Regions from separate parts of the Sus scrofa genome. Here region 1 is linked to region 2. A link is a contact called in public HiChIP or PLAC-seq data. All regions are on one chromosome and are shown on one strand. Each heading gives the region's core, a stretch centred on a gene start, on an enhancer-like site or on the middle of the called end of the contact. The rest is flanking DNA. Distances are from core to core; before and after follow the strand shown.

What was found. HiChIP or PLAC-seq counts read pairs in DNA pulled down with a chosen protein or histone mark.
Region 1: an H3K27ac HiChIP or PLAC-seq map of alveolar macrophages shows a contact between it and region 2. The contact joins two enhancer-like sites. A contact is called at or near these places in 8 of 47 Hi-C or Micro-C datasets (embryonic fibroblasts, fetal skeletal muscle, heart right ventricle and 4 more) and 2 of 2 datasets of contacts at active chromatin or transcription factors (alveolar macrophages and skeletal muscle).

The regions. Positions count from the first base shown.
Region 1 is chr11:18,946,070-18,952,144 of Sscrofa11.1, forward strand. No RefSeq gene overlaps it. Among named protein-coding and RNA genes, the nearest start is that of CYSLTR2, 62 kb to the right of the region's middle. Within about 2 kb of position 2,027, at least 21 of the 83 cell types and tissues checked have an H3K27ac peak or open chromatin away from gene starts, as enhancers often do. A contact at or near this core is called in alveolar macrophages, where this site is marked.
Region 2 is chr11:18,622,914-18,629,376 of Sscrofa11.1, forward strand. It overlaps FNDC3A (fibronectin type-III domain-containing protein 3A), which reads right to left. Exons shown (of 26, transcript XM_021065328.1): 4 at 5,356-5,432. Among named protein-coding and RNA genes, the nearest start is that of MLNR, 82 kb to the left of the region's middle. Within about 2 kb of position 2,103, at least 2 of the 83 cell types and tissues checked have an H3K27ac peak or open chromatin away from gene starts, as enhancers often do. A contact at or near this core is called in alveolar macrophages, where this site is marked.

The DNA.
Region 1 (6,075 bases), core at 777-3,276, 320 kb after region 2:
TTCCTTTTTAAGGATGAATAATATTCCATTATATTAACATACACATTTTGCTTCTCTCTTTATCCACTGATGGACACTTGGGGTGCTTCCATGTTTTAGCTGTTACGAGTAATGCTACTATGAATACAGGTGTACAAAAGTCTTCAAGACCCTGCTTACAGGGTATCAGTGAGCTAAGATTTGTAATACTTAGCACGGTCCCTGGCCCATCATAAGTGAGGATGATTGTCGGCTCTTATTTCTCCTACTCTACCCCTCTAAGCTCATCTGTAGATGGGTTATTCTATTAAAGACCTTGTGGGATGTAGATCATTTTGTTATTACTGCAGGGTGTGTGTGCTTTTGAGAGATGTCAACACCCTTTGTGCTGTGTTTCTAAACCAGCCTTTTGAAAGAAGCCACTGTGATATGGGCTCCTATCTCGTAAGACCACTGATGCTTTTAATTTAGTATACCGAATATGTGTATGAATCCTACCAGTAAGTCTTTCCTGAAAGAACCACTTCTCTGTCTACCTGTAGATACCTACTCTTTCAAAGGTTTTGCATATAAGAAGCTAAAATTAATATCATCAAAACGGCAATTTTCTTTTCTTTTCTTTTTTTTTTTGTCTTTTTGCCATTTCTTGGGTGGCTCCCATGGCATATGGAGGTTCCCAGGGTAGGGGTCCAATCAGAGCTATAGCCGCCGGCCTACGCCAGAACCACAGCAACGCGGGATCGAGCTGCGTCTGTGACCTACACCATAGCTCATGGCAATGCCGGATCCCTAACCCACTGCGCAAGGCCAGGGACTGAACCCGCAACCTCATGGTTCCTAGTCGGATTTGTTAACCACTGAGCCACGACGGGAACTTCTGCAATTTTCAAATAAAGTGAATTGGGCTTATTCACATGGTCTATTTAAGGAAAAGGAATACCTTGTTCCACTTTGTTTTGGCCGCAGCTGCGGCCAAGTGGAAGTTCCCAGGCCAAGGATCGAACCTGTGCCACAGCAGTAACCAGAACCACTGCAGTGACAATGCTGGATCCTTAACCCAGTGGGCCACCAGGGAAATCCAACATGGTTCCATTTGAAAAGAGGAACTCAGGCTATCATGGAGTGGTGAGAACATGACTGGGAGTCAGGGAGCTCCATTGAATCCTGCCCCTTATTAGCCCTGAAAGACCCTTAATATTTCTGAGCCTCACTATTCTTATATTTACCTCATAAGGTTGTTCAGAAGATTTAAAATAATGTATGGAAGCGCCACACACGTAGGCATCCTTAAATAATGTTCATTCTTGTCTCCCTTCCGGTGTCATTCCGAAAGTACCATCTATTCCTTGAGTATCAGCTCTGAGCCAGCAGGCACTTTTACAGGCTATGGGGTAAAGGGACGCCTCAGAGCTAGTCCCACCTTCAGAGGGATTTTTAGCGAGCGAGAAGGGCCGTGGCTAAGTGAGCTCAAGAGATTGATATGTGCAATAATAGCACCATGGCCAGGACCCGCCCATCCCAGCACAGGAAGCAAGAGAGGCCTTCACAGAGGTGTCCCTAGAGCTGGGTCGTGAAGGAGGAGAACAAGTTTACCAGACAGGTAAGAAGAACGGGTATTAAAAAAAAGCCAAGACAGAAAGAGCATGGAGTGTTATAAAGAGAATGAGCGTTTCTCTTGCTTTTAGAGAAGGCCTGGCCCAGCATTCTCACAGCATCTCCTTTGGCTGGCATCTGTTCAAATCTCTGGGCATTGCATTCAGTAAGGAAGCCAGGAATTATTAATGCCCATCACAGGCTGGGGCCTGGAGCTCCATTTGAGAGCCGGGCCTCTACATCTACCTGAAAAGGCGTAGCTTGTCCTTCTCTCTCTGTTAGCTTTTCACGGGGAGAACTAAGTAAATCACCATGATGGTGTCACTGTGGATCACCAGAGATTTTTCTCTCTAGAATCCTATCATTTAATCTCATTTCTAAAAGTGGTGCTCAGGTGTTGTGGGGGTGGATGCTGCCCATAATAACAAATGATCCATGATTCTCTGGCACATATAGTAGGGAGTCACCTAGTGGACAGAAAAGTCTCTTCCTCCAGGTCCATTTATAATAAAGAACATTCCAGAACGTGTTCAATTTGTCATTCAAAGTGGCCATGCCCAAATATAGTTCCTATGTCCCTCTACACTTTTATAAACCTCTGGCATTTGCCAGCTGCCGCTGCTGGAACAGAAATGTTTATATCCAGGCAGGACAGAAACATGATAGAAAATAAAGAGGCTGAAACCCCAGTAAAAAATACTGAAAGAGAAAATGCACAATCAGTTTTGTTCCGTGTATTTTTAAAGAAATTCCAGTCCAGTTGTAGCTGAGAGATGACTCATCCTGTCTTCAGAAGCACCAAGAGGAATGAAGCAGGAGGGATGAGCAAAACCAAGATTCTGTTTTACATAATCCTCATTTTCATGCAAAGAGCTCTTTGCACAGCTCATGAAATTAGCCAGCAATTTAACTACCTCATTATTTAGAGTGTCAGGCAAAGTGCACAAGATTTTTCTGGATAAGGATTATGACAGCCGGCCAGTAAGAAGACTGTCATAGACCATATCCTGCTCCCTAGAACACCAGGGAAGTGTCAAAGCGCCCTCAAAAGCCTGGGGAGAGTGACACACACCAGTCTTTTGACTGGCGCAGAGACCCACTTAAATGACCTCAGCGAAGGGGCCCCGGGGGGTTATCAGTGGTTCACAAACTGGACGACACATTCACCTCAGCTGAGGAGTTTTTAAAGCTTCTCAGATCTGGGTTTCACTCCCGAGGTTCTCGTTTAGTAAGTCTGGGGTGTGACTTGGGGGTCAGGATGTTTTGTAAGTCCCCAGGTAATGCTGACATACAGCCGAGTGTGAGAACCACTGGTAACTCGCAACTGGAACTGGAAGCCAACGATGCCCGGCAGCCGAGCACTCAGGGCTACCCCCCATCGCATCAGGCGCCAGGCGGTCTGTGTGCAGGGCGCCCCCTAGAGCGCGTTTCCAGCCGGGTGCGCCGCGGGGCACAGGACGACCCCCCCCCCACCCCCCGCCCTTTCCCTGGGAGACCCACTGGGTGTTACTGAAGTCGTCGGCGCTGCCTCATTACAGCTCTGTTCCTCGTCAGCCTCTCATTTCCCAATCTCAAATTCCTAAGGAAGGCGGGTGGCCGGATCACTTTTTGAAGATGGGTGACAAAAACCTCTCGCTTCTGACCAGCCCAGTCCATCCCCGGTGGCCATGAAGGGACCAGCGCCCTGGGCACAGTATCGTCCCTCAGGAAGCGTGAGGAGGAAGGCGATGACCGGTGGCTTAAACATAATGAGCTTGGCAGAAGCTGATGGATTTCATTAACAGGGGTTGAATTCCCCTTGGGTGACCGTAGAATTAACTGACCAAATTAGGACGCTTTGAGAGTGAAGGGGTGCTATTAATAATAACGTTGGGAGGGTAGGTAGAAACTGGAACAGTTCCTGGCACATATAGCCAGCCTAGTTTGCTTGAAATTTTGATAGGAAAGGGGGGGGGGAGACCTTGCTAAAATTTCAGGATATGGATATGGAAGGAATCATGCATCATAAATGGAAGAACCACAGCTAAGATGAGACTGTGAATGAATATATTCCGGCAACCTCTCCAGTAGAAATTCCTGGCCATGAGGGCCCCTCTTGCTGGCAGTTGTAGACACGCAGATCACACTCCTAAGGTGTATTAATTCCTGAGGGCCATCCTAACGAATTACCACAAATCTTTGGTTTAAAAAAATAGAAATATTTTCTGTCACAGTTTGGGAGGCTAGAAGTCCAAAACTAACATGTCCTGAGGCTCTAGTGTCAAGACTCTAGGAGAGAATCCTTCCTTGCCTCTTGCAGCTTCTGGTGGCTCCAGACAGGCATTGGTTTGTGGCTGTATCATTTCACCTTCTGCTTTTGCCTTCACACGGCCTGCCCCACTCTTCTGTCCTTGTTGTATCCTTTTCCTTCTTTTATCAAGACACTTGTCATTGGTTTTAGGGCCCACCCACTTAATTCAGTGTATCTTATCTTGACATCCTTAATTTAATTCCATCAGCAAAGACCCTTTTTCCAAATAAGGTCACATTCACAAGTTCCAGGGGGACGTTTCTTTTGGGGGGACTCCATTCATCCCATCGTAGCAGGTATGGACCTCAGAGTCAGTCTCACCGAAGAAGAGGAGGTGCTCAGGAATTCATTTGCAGGCACTTTATGTTAGATTCTATATTACGAGTAGCAGGAAACCTATCTAAAACTGGCCTAACAGGAGTTCCCTTTGTTGTGCAGCAGAAACAATCTGACTAGGAACCATGAGGTTGCAGGTTCAATCCCTGGCCTCGCTCAGTGGGTTAAGGATCTGGTGTATCCATGGGGTGTGGTATAGGTCACAGACAAGGCTCGGATACTGCGTTGCTGTGGCTGTGGCATAGGCCCACAGTTGTAGCTCCATTTGACCCATAGCCTGGGAACCTCCACATGCCACCTAAAAAGCTAAGTAAGTAAGTAAGTAAATAAACAAACAAACCTGGCCTTAACAGTAAAGAAAATTGATGGGTTCATGAAAAATCAAGATAGAGGCCTAGCGTCAGGTGAGGCTCAATCATGTTTCATTCCAAGTTTCCGATTTGCCCTCCATAGAGTTGCTTCCTCATAAAGCCAGCTTTACTTGTAATCTGGCAGTGGCAGCCTGTAGCTCTGGGGGCTGCAAATATTCTTGTCCAGGATCCCCAGGAAAGGAGAATCTACTTTTCAATAATGCAAACTGAATCACTGGCATTAAACCTTTTTGACTTTTGTTGGTCTGATTTGGTTTAAGGTGACAGGATACTCTGATTGGCTTAAGTCAATTAGGACTCATCTCTAGAGTTGAGATGAGGTCATTCCAACCCAACCCACATAGCTGAGACTTAAGATACTGTTAAAAAAAAAAAAAAAAAAAAAAGCAAAGTAATGAAGATGCCAGAGACAAAACCAGCATCACAGAACACTACAGGTATCATCAAATAATGAAAATGAGAAACTAAGAACTAGAAGTAATATTCTCAGAGTGCTCATCACATACCATACACTAACATGAATGAGATCATATGTTTGCAACGGCTATAGGAGGTACTGCATGGATCCCCATTCTGCAGATCAGGAAACAAAGACATGAGATGTTAAATAGCTCACCCATAGTCACTCAGCTAGTAGGTTGTTATTCTGAAGGCACCGAGGACTGTCACAAATTTATCTCAAATATAATTCTGGCAGTCCCATGGAGAAGGAACTGGAAGGACAAGAGAGGTTGCTGGGCGCCCAGTAATCCAGATAAATAGCAATGAGGACCTGAATCAGGGGATGGCAGCAGGGAAGGGGAGAAGTAACCAATGTGAGAAATACAAGGGAAGGAAAACCAGTGAATGTGGTAAACTGTATGAAGGGACAGTGTAAGAATCACTGATGAGCCCCCGATCTCCAACTTGGGTGACTCAGCTCCTTCACTGCCATTACCTGAACTTGAATAATAGCTTACGTGTATAGAGGGCTTACTTTTACCTGGCACTTCACAGGAACTTGCTCATTTCAATCTTCACAATATTCTTCCACTGCTACATGACAAATACAAATCTCAGTAGCGCTCATCAGCAAGCTTTTATTGAGCTGATGTGTATCTGTGAGTGGGAGGCAGAGGTGAGTTAAGGCACAGCTGAGGAAGTTTGGCTCTGCCTCACCTGTCTCTCATCCTCTTCTTGGGACCAGCAGGTGAACGAGACCTCTCTTACCAGATAAAAACCCTTATTGCAGTCATATCTACGATAGTATGATATTAGCTTAGGGATAGATTAATAAACCAAGGGAATTTTTCCCCAAAAAAGAGCTGGTGAGGGCATGAAGAAATGGAACCTTTGTCCTTGCTATTGGCAGTGTAAATCAACACAACCATTTGAGAGAACAATATGGCAATTTGCAGTAAAGTTAAAGGTGTCCTTAACACATGACCCATCAATTCCACTCTTGAGTGGAAAGAGCAAAATGCTAGTCTGTGGAAACATGATAGATGACAAAGGTGGCATTAAGAA
Region 2 (6,463 bases), core at 853-3,352:
GGAAGTGATTATTCCTTAAATATTAATAAAACATGTTTATAAATACTCTAAAGAAATTTAAATAAAGATCCATTTTCCTGATCCAACAATAAAAGTTATATATGTAATTAAAAAATTAAGTCTGACTATTCTCATTACTGCTCAGTAGAATACTTAAGTATCAGAGTAATAAGGTACAAATATTATAAAATAAACTATACTACAGAACTCGAATAAAAATGCAAAGCAAGTATGATGCACTGGCAATTTTAATGGCAAGTTTGGGCTTTGCAAATTGCAAATGAGAAAACAGAACCAATTAATCTTTAAATTACTCAATGTATGATACCCTAGCTGTTATTCTCAAAAATGAAGTTAAAATATATGTGAGTTAATGATGAATTCACATTTGAAGTGCTTCTAAACTTAACAGGGGCATGCTTTTGGAACAAACAAAAAATGTGGTTGATTTATCCTGGGTAAGTCATGACTTCTTCATGTTTTAATAATAATAAGTACTTTTGTCAAATCTTGATCTTCAGCTTAATATTAAGATATAGCTAATCTTTTGAACTTTTCATTTTTTGGCCTCAGTATGCTCTTAGGCATGTAGCATTATTACTTCCTCAGTGGTAGGGCTACATGCACCCAACAATGGATTTTAATTTCTGCAGTCCTTGCTTGCTTGACCAAACTTTTTAGGATACATACAGCTGCTGAATCCTAGTAGTATATACAGAATTACATGATAATACAGCAAAAACATGACTTGACTTGGATCACTGGCTTTAAACAATAGCTACATATAAGGCAGGGATGGAGATGATTAAGCCTGTTGCCATGAGGGGAGACTAGTGTACAAAGGTCTAAAAGGAGCCTAGAGATGATAGCTATTCATAAATTTAGTGTGCATGCTACTTGGTTCCTGCACTTGCACTGTATTATAGCTATCTATGTGTCTTAACATTTGGTTCAACTTGCAGCATCTATATTTGCTAATATGTTTACTTATGTGCTAGGTTTTGGATTATGAAGCTGTTAGCTGTGCCTAGAACTTAGAGTTTTCTGTCATCAGAAATTACGTATGTCAGGCGATGGGGGATGTAGTGCAACAATGATGTCAAAATGTTAGAACCTGTGTGAAGTCAGCCATACAATGAGACACCAACGTCAAATGCTTTCACGGACATGTGGAATCTGAAGAAAGGACAGACTGAACTTCTTTTTTTTTTTTTGTTGGTCTTTTTGCCTTTTTCTAGTGCCGCTCCCGCGGCATATAGAGATTTGCAGGCTAGGGGTCTAATCAGAGCTGTAGCCACCGGCCTACACCAGAGCCACAGCAACGCAGGATCCAAGCCGCGTCTGCAACCTACACCACAGCTCACGGCAATGCCGGATCGTCGACCCACTGAGCAAGGCCACGGATCAAACCCGCAACCTCATGGTTCCTAATTGGATTCGTTAACCACTGCGCCACGATGGGAACTCCAGACTGAACTTCTTTGCAGAACAAATGCTGACTTACAGACATTGAAAAACTTATGGTCTCCGGAGGAGACATTTTTGGAGGTGGGGGATGTGCTTGGGCTGTGAGATGGAAATCCTGTGAAATCAGATTGTTATGATCATTACACAACTACAGATGTGATAAATTCATTTGAGTAATAAAAAAAAAAAGTTAGAACCCATTCGTACACAATGGGTACTTTAAGAACAATGAAACTAAATTTTTGTCTTTGGATTACTTCTGTATGCTTGAAAAGGATATATTTCCTAGAGATAATCTTAAATTAATGTTGATTAACAGTTAGTTAATTATTAACCTCACATAATCCTTCCAGTAAGATTATTGTTAAAGTTCATTCACTTATTTGACAAAATTTATGAAACAACTATGATATCTGAGTTACCACATAACAAAGATAATTATTAAAAGGTACCTCTTTATGTTCAAGAAACTTAAAATATCATATGAAAAAGAATATATATATACATACACTTATAATACTAGGTGGTATGTAACACATAGCCAAAGAATGGTACAAAGAACTTGACCTAGGTTCTCAAGGATCAGCAGAATTTCAAAAGGCAGAAATGAGGCAATGAATAATCTTTCTCAGAAAACAGCATTAAGAAAACCACGAAGAAATGGGAGTTTCCTTCATGACTCAGCAGTTCATGAACCTGACTAGGATCCATGTGGATGCGGGTTCGATCCCTGCCCTTGTTCAGTAGGTTATGGATCTGGCGTTGTCATGAGCTGTGGTATATAGGTTGCAGATGCAGCTCAGATCCCTTGTTGCTGTGGCTGTGGGGTAGGCTAGCAACTATAGCTCCGATTCGACCCCTAGCCTGGGAACTTCTATATGCCATGGGTGCAGCCTTAAAAAGCAAAGAAAGAGAGAAAGCCATGGAGAAAGGAAAACATCAAGTGACCATGTGTCAAGAGAAAGGTACAAAGACAAACTAGAACAGAACTGTATAAGGCCTTATATGTCAAGAAATCTAGACTTCATTAAGTGGACAAGCCAGCTCAAGGCTCTTTATGAGAACAGAAGTGAAAAACCAAAGTAATAAGAAAGATCAGTGGCCCTTGGCCTAAAGATATAGAACCTCAACTTAGATGACTATTTGATTGATTTACTAATATTTACTGAGCCTTAGTATATGGCAGGCTCTGTACTCAGCTTTTTTTTTTTTTTTTTTTTTTTTTTTTTGCCATTTCTTGGGCCACTCCCGTGGCATATGGAGGTTCCCAGGCCAGGGGTCCAATAGGAGCTGTGGCCATCAGCCTACGCCAGAGCCACAGCGACATGGGATCTGAGCCGCGTCTGTAACCTACACCACAGCTCACGGCAACGCGGGATCCTTAACCCACTAAGCAAGGCCAGGGATCGAACCCGTAACCTCATGGTTCCTAGTCGGATTCATTAACAACTGAGCCATGACGGGAACCCCTGTACTCAGCTTTGAGGAAATAAAGATGGCTAAGGATCCTATGTGATCTAGTCCCATTATCTCTCCAACCTTCTTACTTACTATTATTCTGCCTTAAGGACTCAATCCAGACAAGATGGCCACCTTGTTGTTCCCAAGCATGCTTTCATCCTAGGCCATTTTCATTGGCTGTTTCTGTTCCTGAATCTTCTTTCCCTAAATAAATGCATGGCCCATTCCTAATTGTCCTTTAAGACTTGGTTCAAAGGTACCTTTCCAACAAGGCCTGGTCTGGTCACCCTAGTTTTAAAATGTAACCAGCTCTATAACCTTTCTTTCCCCCCCATATTACTCATATGTAATGTATATAATACATCATATACTTTATCCACTTATTACGTTTATTGTTTGCTTTTCCCCATAACAGTATAAACTACAGAAGTTTACAGAGCTCTTTGCCTCTTTTTATTCAAGCACTTAGAAAAGTGCCTGAAATATATGAACACTCAACACATATCTGTTGAACACTGTTAAATATAGGAACTATACATAATCTTCTCAGGAAAGTGAATCAATTAAGCAGTGTGGTAAATTCGTTAAAAGAGGGATAGACATAATGTGCCATGAGAACCCAAAAGTAGAGGCACCTGAAAATGTTCCTAATGGCCTAATTCCAGAAGGTGATTTTAGAAGCTAATTCTAGACTGAGTGAAATGAGAAGTGTAGAAATATGCCATTAAAAACAAAATTAAGGGAGTTCCTGTTGTGGCTCACTGGAAATGAATCCGATTAGGATCCACGAGGATGCGGGTGTGATCCCTGGTCTTGCTCACCGGGTTAAAGATCTGGCATTGCTGTGGCTGTAGTGTAGGTCACAGGTGCAGTTCGGATCCAGTGTGGCTGTGGCCGGCAACTGCAGCTCTGATTCACCCCTAGCCTGGGAACTTCCATATGTTGTACCTGTAAGACCTAAAAAGCAAAAAAACAAAAAACAAAAAAAAGCAAAAACAAAAATAAAAGGTACAGTTAGCTGAGAGAACAGTAAGATACCCATAACTGCATAGAAAGAATTTGTCTTAATTATCTTTATGTCACTAGCACCCAATATAGAGTTTAGCACGTGGTGTCATTCAAAATGTTTGGTAAAGGAAGGTAGAGGAAGAGACCAGGTATCAGCTGTATGTGAGTGGAGAGAGGTTGGAGAAGGAACGACCAGAGAAGTAGAAAGGATTAGGACAGTATTACTTCAAGGAAATCTGGGGGAATCTGGGGTGAATCACATGAGCAGGGTCAATTGTTTAGAGGTCAAAGAGGATCAGGATGGGAAAAAGGCCTTTGGTTTGGCATATAACAGGGAACAGATTTAGTAGCATAATAAAGGCAGAATGCAGGCTAAGGAGTCAGTGTGCTAAACAAAAGCAGAAATAGCTGATTATTCTCTTTTGAAAAGTTTACAAAGTACTTTCAAATGTGTCATTTCATATATGTTACGATCTTATTTTACAGTGAAGACAATGAGGCTCAAGCAAGCTGATCTGTCCAAGGCCAATGCAGCCAGTAGAGTTTTAAACAGTACATGGATCTGGCTTTTCTGACTTTAATCCTCATACTACTTCCATTCTCCCCCCAGCATAGTGGTCTTTTTTTGCTGTCATTCATACAGTGGTAGACTTCACAGAATAGGCGGTGAATCCAGCATGGTTTCCCACTGTATTCTGCCATAATCAGGGAGGAAGGAAGAGAGAGCCTGAAGGAAATTTCAAGTATAAATTCAGTTCGAGGATTAGCAACCGTTAGTATTTCCAAAACGGTTGTGAAGCAATGAGTGCTGACCAAACAGAATCTTAGTAGCAGAAGATATTGAACCCCTACAGATCTTACAGTTTCATTCTGTTTACCTGTGCAAATAAATTAGCTATACTCTTTAAGTGAGAGCTTTCCAACTGCTTTGCAGGAAAGGGCTACAGGTGTGTAGTAATATAGATCCCCTTAGCCCTTGGGGTTGCAGGTTTACAGGTCGAAATTCTCTTCTACTGACCACAAAGTACCATACAATTATGGGTATTCGAGAACCACTGTAAGAATAAAGTTGGAAGACCACCTTGGATTACTTTTAAGCAAATGATTAATTTAAAAGAATTAGTGTAGGTATCTTTAAACCTTGAGGTATTACTTACATTATTCACATCTTCAAGAAGATAAAACTCCAAAATTATTTCTTTATTATAATTCAACATTCAAAGACAAGGCCAAATGATGATGAGTGCTAATTTAATTTTTTCCCCTTTCTCAATACACTAAATGTACTAAAGTACCTGAAACAGATTTACCAAGATATACTGTATACTGGGTAAGCTTCAGCACTTAAGTGGTACTTTTTGTCTGAATTAAACAGACAATCACTATTACATAGTTATAAAAAGAAAAATAACAACATACCTGTGGGGCGTATCCAGGAGGCACATAAATAGGAGGCACAGAACCATTTGGGGACATCATTGGAACCTGAGCAGGACCTGAATGGGCCACAAAAAAGATGTATTAACCCAGGATTACTTAGCAAGCTAAAATTGAAAACAACCTGAATTACACTTTGAATTCTTCATCTAAACACTCAAACTAACAGTGACTGTGTTATCATGAAATTTTTACATGATTCACCTGTTAGAAAAGTTTATCTTATAAAGTGCACCGATTGCTCTTTACCTATTGTTGTGTTCCTCAAATTTCCCTGGTTATTGTAACAGCCACTTAGGGAGGTTTTTAAAACACAGAGATTTCTAGGTTCTCCTAAAGATTCTTCTTTAGTATGCTCAGAGGAAAGAGGGGTCTTAAATCAGCACATTTACTTTATAAATATCCCAAGTGATTCTTATAATCTTACAAGTTAAGAAACACTGACCTAGAGGAAAATCAAACTAACCTTTGCACATAAAATCAATGAAAAATACAAAAGGCAAAAGTACGAAAAACAAAAGGAATAAAAATCAAGAAAAAGTCAAGGAAGAAGAGTTGATTTGGAACTTGCTTTGTTAGCATTAAAAACCTCCTGTGTAACGTGTAAGTCATGTCTGTGGGGGTTTGAGAAACAAGTTAAAGAAATGCTATATGCATGTATATTTACCCAAAGGAAGTTGTTTTTGTTTCTTATAATGAAAATTTCTTTAAAAACCCCCACCTGTTTGTCTTATTCTACATTTCATTTTTATAGTGATATTCTTTCCAAACAACTTAAAAAAATATGATCTCTTGTTTACCTTCTCTTAATCAGGCACTTTGGAAAGTGTGTTTTATTCTTTCCAGGAACTAAAAAATCTTACTTGCTTTATATAACTTTAAAAGAGTACCTTACCTTCAGGTTCTTTTTTACCGCTCTAACTTTAGACTGCATTATCCCTTTACCCACTAGTTTTTAACAACTTGAAATAAAACCTCCTTAGAGAGTTTTACTCATTTCTAGAGAAATAAAGATACTCAAGAATCTGATGAAGAAAGTAATGGAGGAAGAATTCCTTTTATATGCAGATTTCAGCCTGCAGAGTACATA